Regions from separate parts of the Mus musculus genome. Here region 2 is linked to region 1. Evidence: chromatin contacts called from public HiChIP or PLAC-seq data. All regions are on one chromosome and are shown on one strand. The core of a region is the stretch at or near the end of the contact, and the rest is flanking DNA. Distances in the headings are between cores, read along the strand shown.

Region 1 (5,710 bases), core at 923-3,422:
AAAATAGCAACAAAACACTTATTCTGACTACACAATCTGTGTAAAAACTGGGGAAAAAAACGTGTAGAAAAATACAAATTATCTGAGAACACCTGTAATTCCTAAGCCTATAAATCCATTAAAATGATCGAAATCTTTGTTTCAGCTTTTTCCTTTATCTACAGAAATGTATATTGTAGAAAAACACTTTAAAAAAATTTTTTTTTTGCTTTGTAATTTGTGTGTGTGCATGTGGAAGCCAGAGGCTAAGCTTTCAGGAGTTGGTTCCCTCCTTCCACCCGGTGACCAAACTGAGGTCACAGAATCAAGTCCCCTCCCTTCTGAGCCATCGGAATGGAGTAAGAGTTTTCTTTTTCTTTCCTTTTTTTTTTCCTCCTTTCTTTTCTTATCTTTCCTTGCCTTTAAGAAGGGACTCTGTACGTGGCCCTGGCTGTCCTGGAACTCATTATGTAGACCAGGTTGGCTTCAAACTCAGATTCACCTGCCCCTGCTTGTGTGTGCATTTGTGTCTTTGTGAAATGTATGCATGTGTGGTATGTACATGCATGTGGAGCTCAAAAGTCAACACAGGATCTCCTCCTTCAGGCGCCCTGAACCCACAACTCATCGGTCTAGCTAGCTAGCGAGTTCTAGAGCCCTGCTAGCCTTCCCCTCTCACTCTCTAGGCTGAGGCTACAACCAGTGTGGGGGCTGGGATCGGACCCCCTGCCAATGCAGAAAGTAAGAATTTCCAAGCATGTCTTCAAATGCTTATCACTCCAGTGACTATATTCTTTTGCTATATCAATTCCTACATACACACCACCTTTATTTTTATTTTTTATTTTTTAGACTTAGTTTTACTACAGAGCTCTGGCTGTACCTCACTCTGTAGACCAGGCTGGCCTCTACCTCACAAGAGATCTGCCTACCTCTGCCTCCTGAGTGCTGGGATTAATTGAGCGTGCCACCATGTCCGCTCCTTTCCGCACTCCAGATTGAGTTATATATGCATTATTGACGTATGAGGTTATATAGGACAGATAACAGACTTTGTCAGCTACTCTGAGCTTGCAAAATCGTACTCAATGCTCCGTGCCTACCGACGGAATGCTTAACTGAAGATTATTCATTGCAATGGTTCCAAAGGTCTAGGGTCATCATTCCGACAACTTCAAGAGAAAATGTGTTTGTGCCCAAAAAAAAAAAAAAAAAAAGAAAAAAAAGAAAAAAAAGAAAAGCATATAAGTGAAGATTAATCTGAAAATACTCCATGTTCAGAATTTTAAAACTCTCTAATTACAAAAGGCTGTGTCCACTTACTCATGAATTGTTACGTCTCCTTCTTAGAGACCACAGCTGGAGAAGTAGATAAAAAAAAAAAAAGCTGTCAGCAGTTAGTAATTGATGGGTGGAATAGCAGTGTTACCATAGCTGCCTATCTAAGCACAGTGGAGAAAGGCTTGGCAAACCAACCCTGAAACACACATACTAGTAAGTATAATAAACTTAAATAGCATGAATTTTACTCATTCCCGCATCTCTAGCCAAGAGCCTGAAGAGATCAACTCTAACCAGCTCCAAGGGAGGTAGCAGGCAAAGGGGCCGGTTATCCGGCCATTCCCAAGTCCTTGAAGGGACACCAGATCAGATCCAGGATTTGCTTCCTTCCCCGCCCCGCTACGGCCTTCCTCCGGATTGGCTGGCTGGCGAACATCACGGACAATATTAAACAGCGATTGGCCGGACTGCTGGAGGGCAGCGTAGTCCGCAGACTACGAGGGCTAAGGAGGTGCTGGGGAATCCTCCGACCTCCGACGAGCACGAGCGGACACGACCAGAGGCCACCACCCGCCGCGGGCCTCGAACCCTTGGCGCCAGACCCAATTTACTCCGGGCCACCCTGGAGCCCGTAGGTTCCATTATCAGACACATACACCCGCTGGCCCTCCTCAGGGCCGCGGTCACGATGCATTCTCTGGCACCGCCTTTCCTCCCGGCGCTGCCGCTGCGTCTGCACCATCCCTCCCTCCCTTCCAAGCGCGGGAGCGGCCCGGGTTTTACCTGCACGACCCTGGTGGCGGAAGCCATCTTGCTGCCCATCGTGACCCCCGAGCAGGGGCAGCTTCCGGGGCGCAGACGAGCTGCAGAAGTATCTGGAGTGGGCAGCGTGGGGCGGAGCCTGTGTGATGTCACTGAGGAGCTATAAGGGACAACTCCACCCCTCTGCGTCCGCCCCGCCCCTCTTCCCGCCTAGACACTCACCTCTGGCCTTCCAATTACAACGTTGTGCTGTAACCAGTTGAACTATTTGGTTCGTCATCCTAAATTATCTAGGACCATTTCCCTCCTAGATAGCTAGTTTCTAATTTCAGTACAGTCCGAAATTTAATCTGAAACCACCTCTTGTGGCTTCCTAACACGAACGATTTTATTAAAACTTGGGAGTTACATAGATTCCCTCCCTTGCTCAACCATCCTCAGAGAAGTCTCCTGAAGCAGATGGGGATCACAGCCACAGCCAGGCAATATGCATCATGAAAGACCTTTGAACACTCAGCCTTAAAAGGAATATCTTCATTAAGTGCCTCCCCTCAGGGCTCAGGGAACTCTGCAAAAGAATAGGAGAAAAAAAGTGTTAAGACACAGAGGGGCTGGGTGGAGGACTCCAAAGAATCAAGGCCTTCTAAATACAACAGGGCTGGCACACATATAAACTTTCCAAGACAGCAGCAGCATGCATAGGGTGTGTATCAGATGGGGTCCTCGAGCTGAGAAAGAGTGTATACGTGTCCCCATCCCTAGCACAGATAGCCACTCCCAAATGAAAACTTAAAATTTTCTTCAAGGAAGTCTCACTGGGAAAACAAGCCACTCTTAAGGCCCTGTACCAAGCAGTAAATAGCCAATCCAAAATGAACTCAACAGCATTGCTCAAAGTCCTTTGTCTCATAAGGTTAAGTCAGGGCACTTTTTCTTTCAACCTTACATATTCTTTGCATGTGTATTTCGGATTCTGGTTTTGTGGTTTTTTTTTTTTTTTTATGAGATTCCTGGGTGTGAAGCGTGTGTGCTCTGCTCTTTCTTTCTTTCTTTCTCTCTCTCTTTCTTTCTTTCTTTCTTTCTTTCTTTCTTTCTTTTTTTTTAACATTTATTTATTTTGGAGTACACTGTACTGTCTTCAGACACACCAGAAGAGGGCATCAGGTCCTGTTACAGATGGTTGTGAGCCACCATGTGGTTGCTGGGAATTGAACTCAGGACCTCTGGAAGAGCAGTCAGTGTTCTTAACCACTGAGCCATCTCTCCAGCCTCCCTCTGTTTGTTTCTTGTAGCTGAAGTTCTGTGTAGGTCTGGAGATAGGAAGATTGGATCATTGGAGCTGTGTACATTTGGAAGATTACATCACTGGGGCTAGTTGGCCACCAACCTAGCTGCAGGTTCAATGAGAAACCCTGTCTCCAAGAAATAAGGCAGAGAGTGACAAAAATCAATACAGAAATCGTCCTCTGGCCTCAGGAGATATGCACAGGCACAGGCACACAAAGCTGGGCATGAGGACATGGATCTGTAACCCCATTACTGAGCAGGGGAGGGGGGCAAAAATGGACTGGTCCTAGGCCTTGCTAATCAGCTAGTCTAACTGAAATAGCAAGCTCCAGGTTTAACAAGACACCCTGCCTCAAAAATATAAAAATAAAAAAGCTTGAGGTAGAGGGTGCTGAAGAGATGGCTCATCAGGAAAGAGCACCGTTGCTCTTCAGAAGTCCCAGGCTCAAGTCGCAGTCAGTACTCACATGACTGTTCACAACCATCTGTGTGTGGGTGGGCTGTGGGTATGGGTACACACCAGTACACTCATGTAAGTACCACACACACACATAAACCAAGCCAAAAAGACAGTCAAAAATGTATTTAGAGGATACAAATATAGCTTAGTATTACAGCACTGGCTAGAATATCCAAGGCTCTTGAGTTCTATTCCTAGTGCCACCAAATAAAACGAGTGTAACTAATGACAGATGCCTATAATTCCAATCCTTGGGAGGTGGTAGCAGAAGAGTCAGAAGTTCGAGGCCAGTGTGTTCAAAACCAGCATGGACAACATGAGACCCCGTTTCAAAAAATCAAAACCAGGGCCAATAAGATGGCTCTGGTAAGGGAACCTGCGGCAAAGCCCAGTGAGTTAGGATCTACATAGTGGAAGGAGGACCCACACACAACGTGTTATCCTCTGCCCCCTCCTCTTTGTGGTGACTCTTGAGCCCTTGGACTGTACATTGGCACATGCTCTTTGAGAGCAAAGCGCCAGTTCTGAAGCAGGGGAAAGATAACTTGAAGTAGGTTTGGGCAATAAGGCCTGGGAAGCAAACTGAATGTGTAGTTATGGAGCACAGATAAAGGCTGGCAGGAAGCAATGAAGTTGAGGTAGAAGGCTGGTAGTGGGCTGAGGACCATCCTCGGGCAATTCATTTTGTCTGAAGAAATGGAAGCATCCCTTCCGCTAAACCTGAACTTACAGACAACTTCCGATATAAGTCATGGCTTGGAGCTTATGAAGTCTCAGCTGCATAAATTAGCATAAATTAGCTGGGGCTTAGAATGCTTTTAACTCAGGGGTGGTTAAAATACGTGTTTTAAAAATGAATTTATATTTGTTTTAATTTTATGTGTGTGGGTCTTTTGCCTGTGTGTATGTATGTGCATTGTGTGCATGCTTTGCCAGTGGAGGTCAGAAGATAGCGTGAGAACTCCTGGAGCTGGGAAATGGTCATGAGCTAGTGTGTGTGTGTGTGTGTGTGTGTGTGTGTTTGCACACCAGAGTCCCAGGCCAGAAGTGCTGTTCTGAGATAAATCCCAATTCATATGCCTTTGTCTTAAAAACATCCTCCTACATTGGAAGGGTCTTTCCATGTACCCCTAGCAGGCCTGGAACATACTATGTAGACCAGCTAGTCTCAAACTCACAGAAATCTGCCTTTTCTGTCTGCCGAGTTCTAGATTTAAAGATGCACGCCACCACAATCAGCATGGAAATAGTTTATATACAAAAAACTTTGAAGAGAAAAAAAAAACGCTTAAACTAGGTGTAGTGAAACAACCTTATCTATGAATCCCAGCACTTAGGAGGCTACAGCAGGAAGATCTTGAATTCAAAGCCAGTCTGGACAAATAGTGAGACCCAGAGACCCTGTTCTGAGAGGGGGCAGGCTGGGGCAGGGTGGGGCAGGGTGGACAGGGAGGGCAGGGGCAAGGTGAATTTACGGGATGCAATTTCCACCAGGTCATTTGAGAAGGTCTTTGTTAGGACTGCATGCAAGTGTAGATGACAGCTACCTCCTAACTATTGCCTTTTACCGCTTCTCTCCTGAATCAGAAATGCAGGGTGAAATGTCAAGATCTATGTGTCTGAAAACTTCTGGTATCCTACGTTCTATAATAAAACCAAGAGAGCGGCGATCCATCTGAGAGTCAGCCATGCGAAGATATTTCTAGGGGGGTAGAAGAGATGGCTCAGCAGTTGAGAGCACTAGATGCTCTTCCAGAGGACCCAGGTTTGATTCCTAACACCCACGTGGTTGCTTACAACTGTCTTTAACTCCTCTGATTCTCAGGACACCGGGCTCGACCACGGTGTATACACATACATGCAGGCAAAACACCAATACAGATAAAATTTAAAAATTAAAAAAAAAAAAAACTTTAAAAATAAAAGTAGAGTAAATATATA
Region 2 (5,710 bases), core at 1,176-3,675, 71 kb after region 1:
AAGAAGTAAAAGATCTGCCTAGAGTCGCTCTCCTCGAGAACCTGCTTTAGTGAGTCCTTAATGAACCTAGGCACCGACTGAGAGCTGTGCTGAAAAGCGTCCCCCATGAAGTGATAGAGTGGTGTTCCTTCAGGAGAATATCCAATAAGGGTACCTTTCTGTCCTCTCTTAGAGGGAGATGATAGAATGTTGGCCGCTACAAAGAGAAAAAAGAGAATGGTATGCATGTTTTGAATGTTTAAGCCACCAACACGGTCACTTTCTAAATTGAGTACTAAATTGTAAGTGCTCAACAATTTCTAAACTGAAGGCTTAAACATCAGAAACCATAAAAGTAGATTAATGAAAATAAAAATTTGGGCAAATGCTTACACAAAATGAAGAACACAGCGCTCACTACCACTCCTCCAGACAGGACGTGCTCTGTGCTCTCCTGGTGTGCTGCTCTGTTCATAGCCCGGAGTTGGTCTGTTATTGGGTGTGTCCAGAAATTTCCAAACAGGAGGGCACTAATAAAAATGGGAAAGGACCCATAGCGGGCACATTTGGACACGTCCATTTTGACTGAACAAACAGAATCCATATAGAAATCCAGGATCATGACAAAAAAGATGACTGTGGTGAAAGGCATGATGAGAGAGAACCAAGACTCAACCTTACTCTAGAAGAGAAAAACACAAACACCACAACCCACAGTCAGTGTTCTACAGAGACAAAGCTCATCAGCGTATACACAAACAGAAATACTCAGGCTCAGTATGAGTCACAAAATGCCAGCATGTAAGAGTCACAAAATAGTGGTACATTTTCCCAGGGTTCTCCAGGGTATTAACAACAAACCCCCACTGTTGCTGAATTTTATAAATAATAAGTAGCCAAAATCTCTGAGTTTAAGATTAACTGAGTTTTCTTCACAGGTGCCTTTGGATCATAAGAATGTAAATTATATGCAAATATAAGAGTATTTGACTTACACTTTTATAAACAATTAAAATTAACTCCAATGGGGGGGGGGACTAAAGAAAAAGCAAGGATAATTTAAGCCATTGTCAGTCTTAGATTAAAAAAATTTGGAACTAAGCCAAGTGGTGGTGGCAGCACTTGCCTTTAGTCCCAGCACCTGGGAGGCAGAGGTTGGGGCCGCCCTGGTCTATGGAGCAAATTACAGGACAGCCAAGGCCACACAGAGAAAACCTGTCCCATAAAGCCTGAAAAAAATGTCTGAATTGAAATTTCTTTCCAATAGTAACTCACTTTACTTGTTACCAGTAACTCTCAGCCTTACCTCAGTCGTCACAGAAAGAACAATCACCCATGGGCACAGGAGAAACACAGAAACAAGCTGAGATAAGGCCTGAAGGCGCTTAGCTCCACCAACATCTATAGAGAGCTTTCTGGAAGCCGTATGAAAACCAACTTTACAACATAAAGCCAGCACCAGCAAGAGTACTCCACCCTATGAGTGAAACGACAAAAGTCTCATTAAAACCACACATACTGTCTGTCATACTCATCTCCCTACAGATTTACGTTATTTAAAATTTTGAGACGAGCCTCACTATGCAGCCACAGCTGGCTTAGAACTTGCTGTGAAGCCCAGGGTGACCTCAAACTCAGAGATCTGTCTGCCTTTCTTTGTTTCCTAATATGGAGGACTGAACCAAGGACCCTGTACATGTTAGGCAGGCACTCTACCCACTGATCTACATTCCTTGCACTGTGTTATGTGTGTGTGTATAAAATGAGTCTTTGCACGTGTGTGCACAAGCGTAAGTGCACACACCGGAGGGCAGAAGAGGCCAGAGACCTCCTGTAACTGGAGTTACCGATGGTTTTCAGGTGCTGGGAACAGGTCCTTTTTGTAAGACCAGTAAGCACTCTTAACCACTGAGCCATAGCTTCAGCCGCCATTGTTCAATTCTTGAATATATATCTGAAGCAATGGAACTATTTCCCCAGCCCCTTCCCATACCCTCAATTATTTAATTATGTAAATGACAGGCAGTGTTTTGTATTTAGTAGTAACCTTAGCATCGTAACTTTATAGTGCTAAGGATCTGTGCTGGTTTGCCCAGGACAGGAAACACTCCTATCACTGAGCTATGCACTCTGTACTTGGTAGGGCTGAGAAACAATTATGCTCTGATAAATTTTCATGTTTTAAAAGTGTCATGTGAACTGGGCGTGGTGGCACACACCTTTAATCGTAGCACTTGGAAGGCAGAGGCAGGCAGATTTCTGAGTTTGAGGCCAGCCTGGTCTACAAAGTGAGTTCCAGGACAGCCAGGGCTGCACAGAGAAACCCTGTCTCGAAAAACAAAAAAAAAAAAAAAAAAGTGTTATGTGTACAATGTTTTGTCTACATGTATGTCTGTACACCACCTGCATGCCTGGTGCACTGGTTCCCCTGGGACTAGAGTTACAGATGGTTGTGAGCTGCCATGTGGGTGCAGGGGATCAAACAAGTCCTGTGGAGAACAGCAAAAGCTCTTAACGGCTGAGCCATCTCTTCAGCCCTGAGATAAGTTAGTTTAAATATAGTTTTTGGACAGTATTGATGATGTAGCCCAGGCTGGCCTGGAATTAGAGATCCTCTTGTCTCCTCAGTGCTAGGAGTAACAGCATGTGTTAGGTATAAATGAAATTTAAGAATTATAGACTCCACTGTGATGCAGGTTTAGAGGTAAAGGTAGGAGGGTCATCTCTGGCTACGCATCAGGTTCTCGACAGCCTGGGCTACACAAGGTCCTGTCCCCTGCCGCAGACCCTATGCCTGAGTAGAAAAGAGTCTCTAGAGTAGATGGGCAAGATTAGGATGGCGTGACAGACAGCCAAACACGCGAGAATGGTGTTGGATCTGAATGTAATTTTCCAGTCGAGCATCAGACTTTTATAATACAGAATAAATTGCAGAACAAGGCACATTGAATTTTTCTAGGTGCAAAAGGAGTGACTTCAAAAGGAACCAGATAAATGTATAACACTAGAGATTAGCACAGATGCAAGGGGAGTGACTACAAAGGGAATTTGTAGGGACCAGATAAATGTTTACATTAGAGATTAGCACTTTCTGCCAGGCAAGAGTTTTACACAAAGAGTTAAAAGCCTCAGGGTAGTTAACTCTTGATACGCCTCAAGGCTAATGTAGTGTCACTGACCCCAAAATTCTCTAGGCCTTGTTAATTCTTATCTATATCTGGAGACTGCCCATTTTCAGTATAGTATACTAATTTGCTCTTGGCATGGAATGTAGTCTCTAATACAAATTTCTATTTCAGTGAGAATATTAGACTCTATTTTCAGACACTAAATTAATGGCTAGTGCTTTATTAGCTACTGAATGGGTTAAGCTCCTTGCTGCTATCTGGAGTCTAAGAACACTGGGAAAAGGCTTTAGCTATGTTAGAATACAATCTTAGAAGGCATTTACTATAAGGTAATGCTTAATAGAGTGCACGTGAATCTATACACTAGACTAATGCGGGAATGGAAAAATTAATTTTATGGTTTATATAGATTAGGGAGAAAATGCCAGGCCCCCGGGAAGGGAGTTTCCTTGAAACCCTTTGCTTCATGAACCAGCTTCCCAGCTTTCGCTTTGTCAAGCTGACTCCACCAGAGTGCCGTGACAGTCCCCCACTCTCCCAAGTTATAGCTGCTGTGACCTTCCAATCACATTTGCAACAAAACGAACGTACCTTGTGATCTGCCACCCCTAAAAAGGCAATGGCTGTATAGAGCATGTGAGTTAGAGCACTATCATGATGTCCTTCCGCTGAGGAAACTCGAGTAAAGGAGAATACTCCAAATCCCAACCCCCAAAGCGCAAGTCCCATGTAAATTCTAGCTACTTTGTTTCTAGCTACAAACTAGTCTGGGTATGGCAAATTCAACTATCCTTAGTAGCATATTACTCTTGAAATCAAAACAATTTAATTCTAAAAATATAATTTATAAATTGGAATGGTCTATAGTTCTTTCATTTTTTTGTCCTTTTCCTCCTGTTGGCTTTTGAGCCAGAGCCTTAAAACACAGCCAAAAAGACTCTTGAACACTAGCCGGCCTGGCTTCTATGAGTACTGTTGCCTCCACCTATGACAGAACTTGAGGCGGTGAAAACATTTGGTTCTTAGCCTACAAGATACACGTGCAGGCACAGCATCTCCTTGGTCTACTCATGTCCCACAGAACCTAGGCTGCATCTTCAGTCTTGAACTTGCCGTCTTTACAGAGCAGGACCACACAGGCCCCAGCAAATTGAACAGCCATCAGGAGGGTGTGTCCAGAGTTACATGGATCAGAAGCAACCTGGAGCTCATCTCAGTATAACAAAGTAAACTTATAATATACAGTAAACTGCTATCAGCTTACTAATAAACTTCAGGATACTAAGTATCAGTATCAGAAGGAAACTGGTCCTGTGAGGACCGCAGAACAGACTAAGGTGCACGACTGGGAAAATCAGGGAGGTCACAGAGTAGAGTACAAATACTTGACTACAAGTTGGGTTCATGGGGTTAGCCCAAGCTGGCAAGAGTACTTAGGTAAAAACCAGGACAAGGGATTTAAACGTTTTGTTGTCTTCTAGCATCAGGACATTGTAAAATATGAGCACTGTAGAGAACAATGAGTATATTCTAAATATTCAACTTGGAGTGAATTTACTCTTTACTTGAATCATGATTAAGTATGTTAACATGAATCTATGGAAGTGACACTTGTGTCTGTTGAGTTAAATTTCTTTCCACCATTTCTCACTCAGCTTCTATTTTTCTCCTACACTTTAGGGAACTCCAGTGTGGTGCAAAAGGATACGGTGTTCAGCCATCTTTGCCATGAGATCATCATTGTCGAAAAGCAGTAAGCAGATCACAGCAATAATGAAAAAAGCAGCCCCTCTTGTCTGGAAGAGAAGAGAGAAACGATGTTTTGCTCTGTAATTGTAACAGTTAAGTCCTAGCATGATAATACACAAATGCCAGGAAAATGGTTTTCCCTTTTCTTTTTGAACAGGATCTCATTAGGTAGCCCAGGCTGGCCTTGCATTGACAATCCAGAGTGCTAGGAGTACAGGCATGTTACCACCAAGCATGGCTTGAGAGGAACATAAAAACAAAACAAAACAAAACAAAAACCCCAAAACAAACAAAAAAATCCAAAAAACCCCATATCGATATTAAATGAAAAATGACAGCTAACATTATCATGTTTATATAGGTTTATAGTATAACAAATAGGAAGCCACAGAGATAAATTCTTCAGATTATTTTAAGAGCAGTTAAGACATACAATGTTAGCAATGTACTTCCTTCTAAATGTGAGCAGGCATAGTAATATCAACAAAGCATTAGGGGCTACAGAGATAAGCATCTTAATTTTGGCTGAAAAGCCCTCTGTAGCTAAGAAACAGTAACTGGTAGAACTGTATTGTATTTGGTAACATTAGGACACAGAGAGTAGTCTAGCTTGTCTTTCTCTAGGGAACTAGGTCCCTGAAGCCATGCTGAGAATATTAAGTCATTCCTAAGACAGCGAACTGTGTATGTGTGTAAGCATGAGGAAGCCAGAGGAAGACATCTGCTAATTTCTATTGCCCTCCACTTTTTTTTCTTAAATTTTGTTTTTTAACTATGTGTATTGTACATGTATGTCAGAGATCAGAAGAGGATGTCAGATCCCCAGGAGTTTGAGTTACATGCAGCTGTGAGCC

Evidence for each region. HiChIP or PLAC-seq counts read pairs in DNA pulled down with a chosen protein or histone mark.
Region 2: an H3K4me3 HiChIP or PLAC-seq map of pro-B cells shows a contact between it and region 1, with 2.4 times the contacts expected there. The contact joins the enhancer-like site here to the promoter of Mrps36 in region 1. A contact is called at or near these places in 8 of 39 promoter capture datasets (the C10 cell line, the HPC-7 cell line, hematopoietic stem and progenitor cells and 5 more), 1 of 15 datasets of contacts at CTCF or cohesin (CD8 T cells), 9 of 484 Hi-C or Micro-C datasets (CD4 T cells, CD8 T cells, Th17 cells and 6 more), 7 of 115 datasets of contacts at active chromatin or transcription factors (the 230-238 cell line, the HPC-7 cell line, the SCID.adh cell line and 3 more) and 3 of 9 other capture datasets (adipose tissue, liver and pancreatic islet).

What each region holds. Positions count from the first base shown.
Region 1 is chr13:100,742,487-100,748,196 of GRCm38.p6, forward strand. It overlaps Mrps36 (mitochondrial ribosomal protein S36), which reads right to left and starts at 2,173. Exons shown (of 4, transcript NM_025369.3): 1 at 2,044-2,173. The coding sequence starts at 2,082.
Region 2 is chr13:100,813,311-100,819,020 of GRCm38.p6, forward strand. It overlaps Slc30a5 (solute carrier family 30 (zinc transporter), member 5), which reads right to left. Exons shown (of 16, transcript NM_022885.2): 6 at 4,816-4,903; 7 at 3,699-3,775; 8 at 1,286-1,456; 9 at 373-661; 10 at 1-196. Among named protein-coding and RNA genes, the nearest start is that of Slc30a5, 17 kb to the right of the region's middle. Within about 2 kb of position 2,426, at least 11 of the 459 cell types and tissues checked have an H3K27ac peak or open chromatin away from gene starts, as enhancers often do. A contact at or near this core is called in pro-B cells, where this site is marked.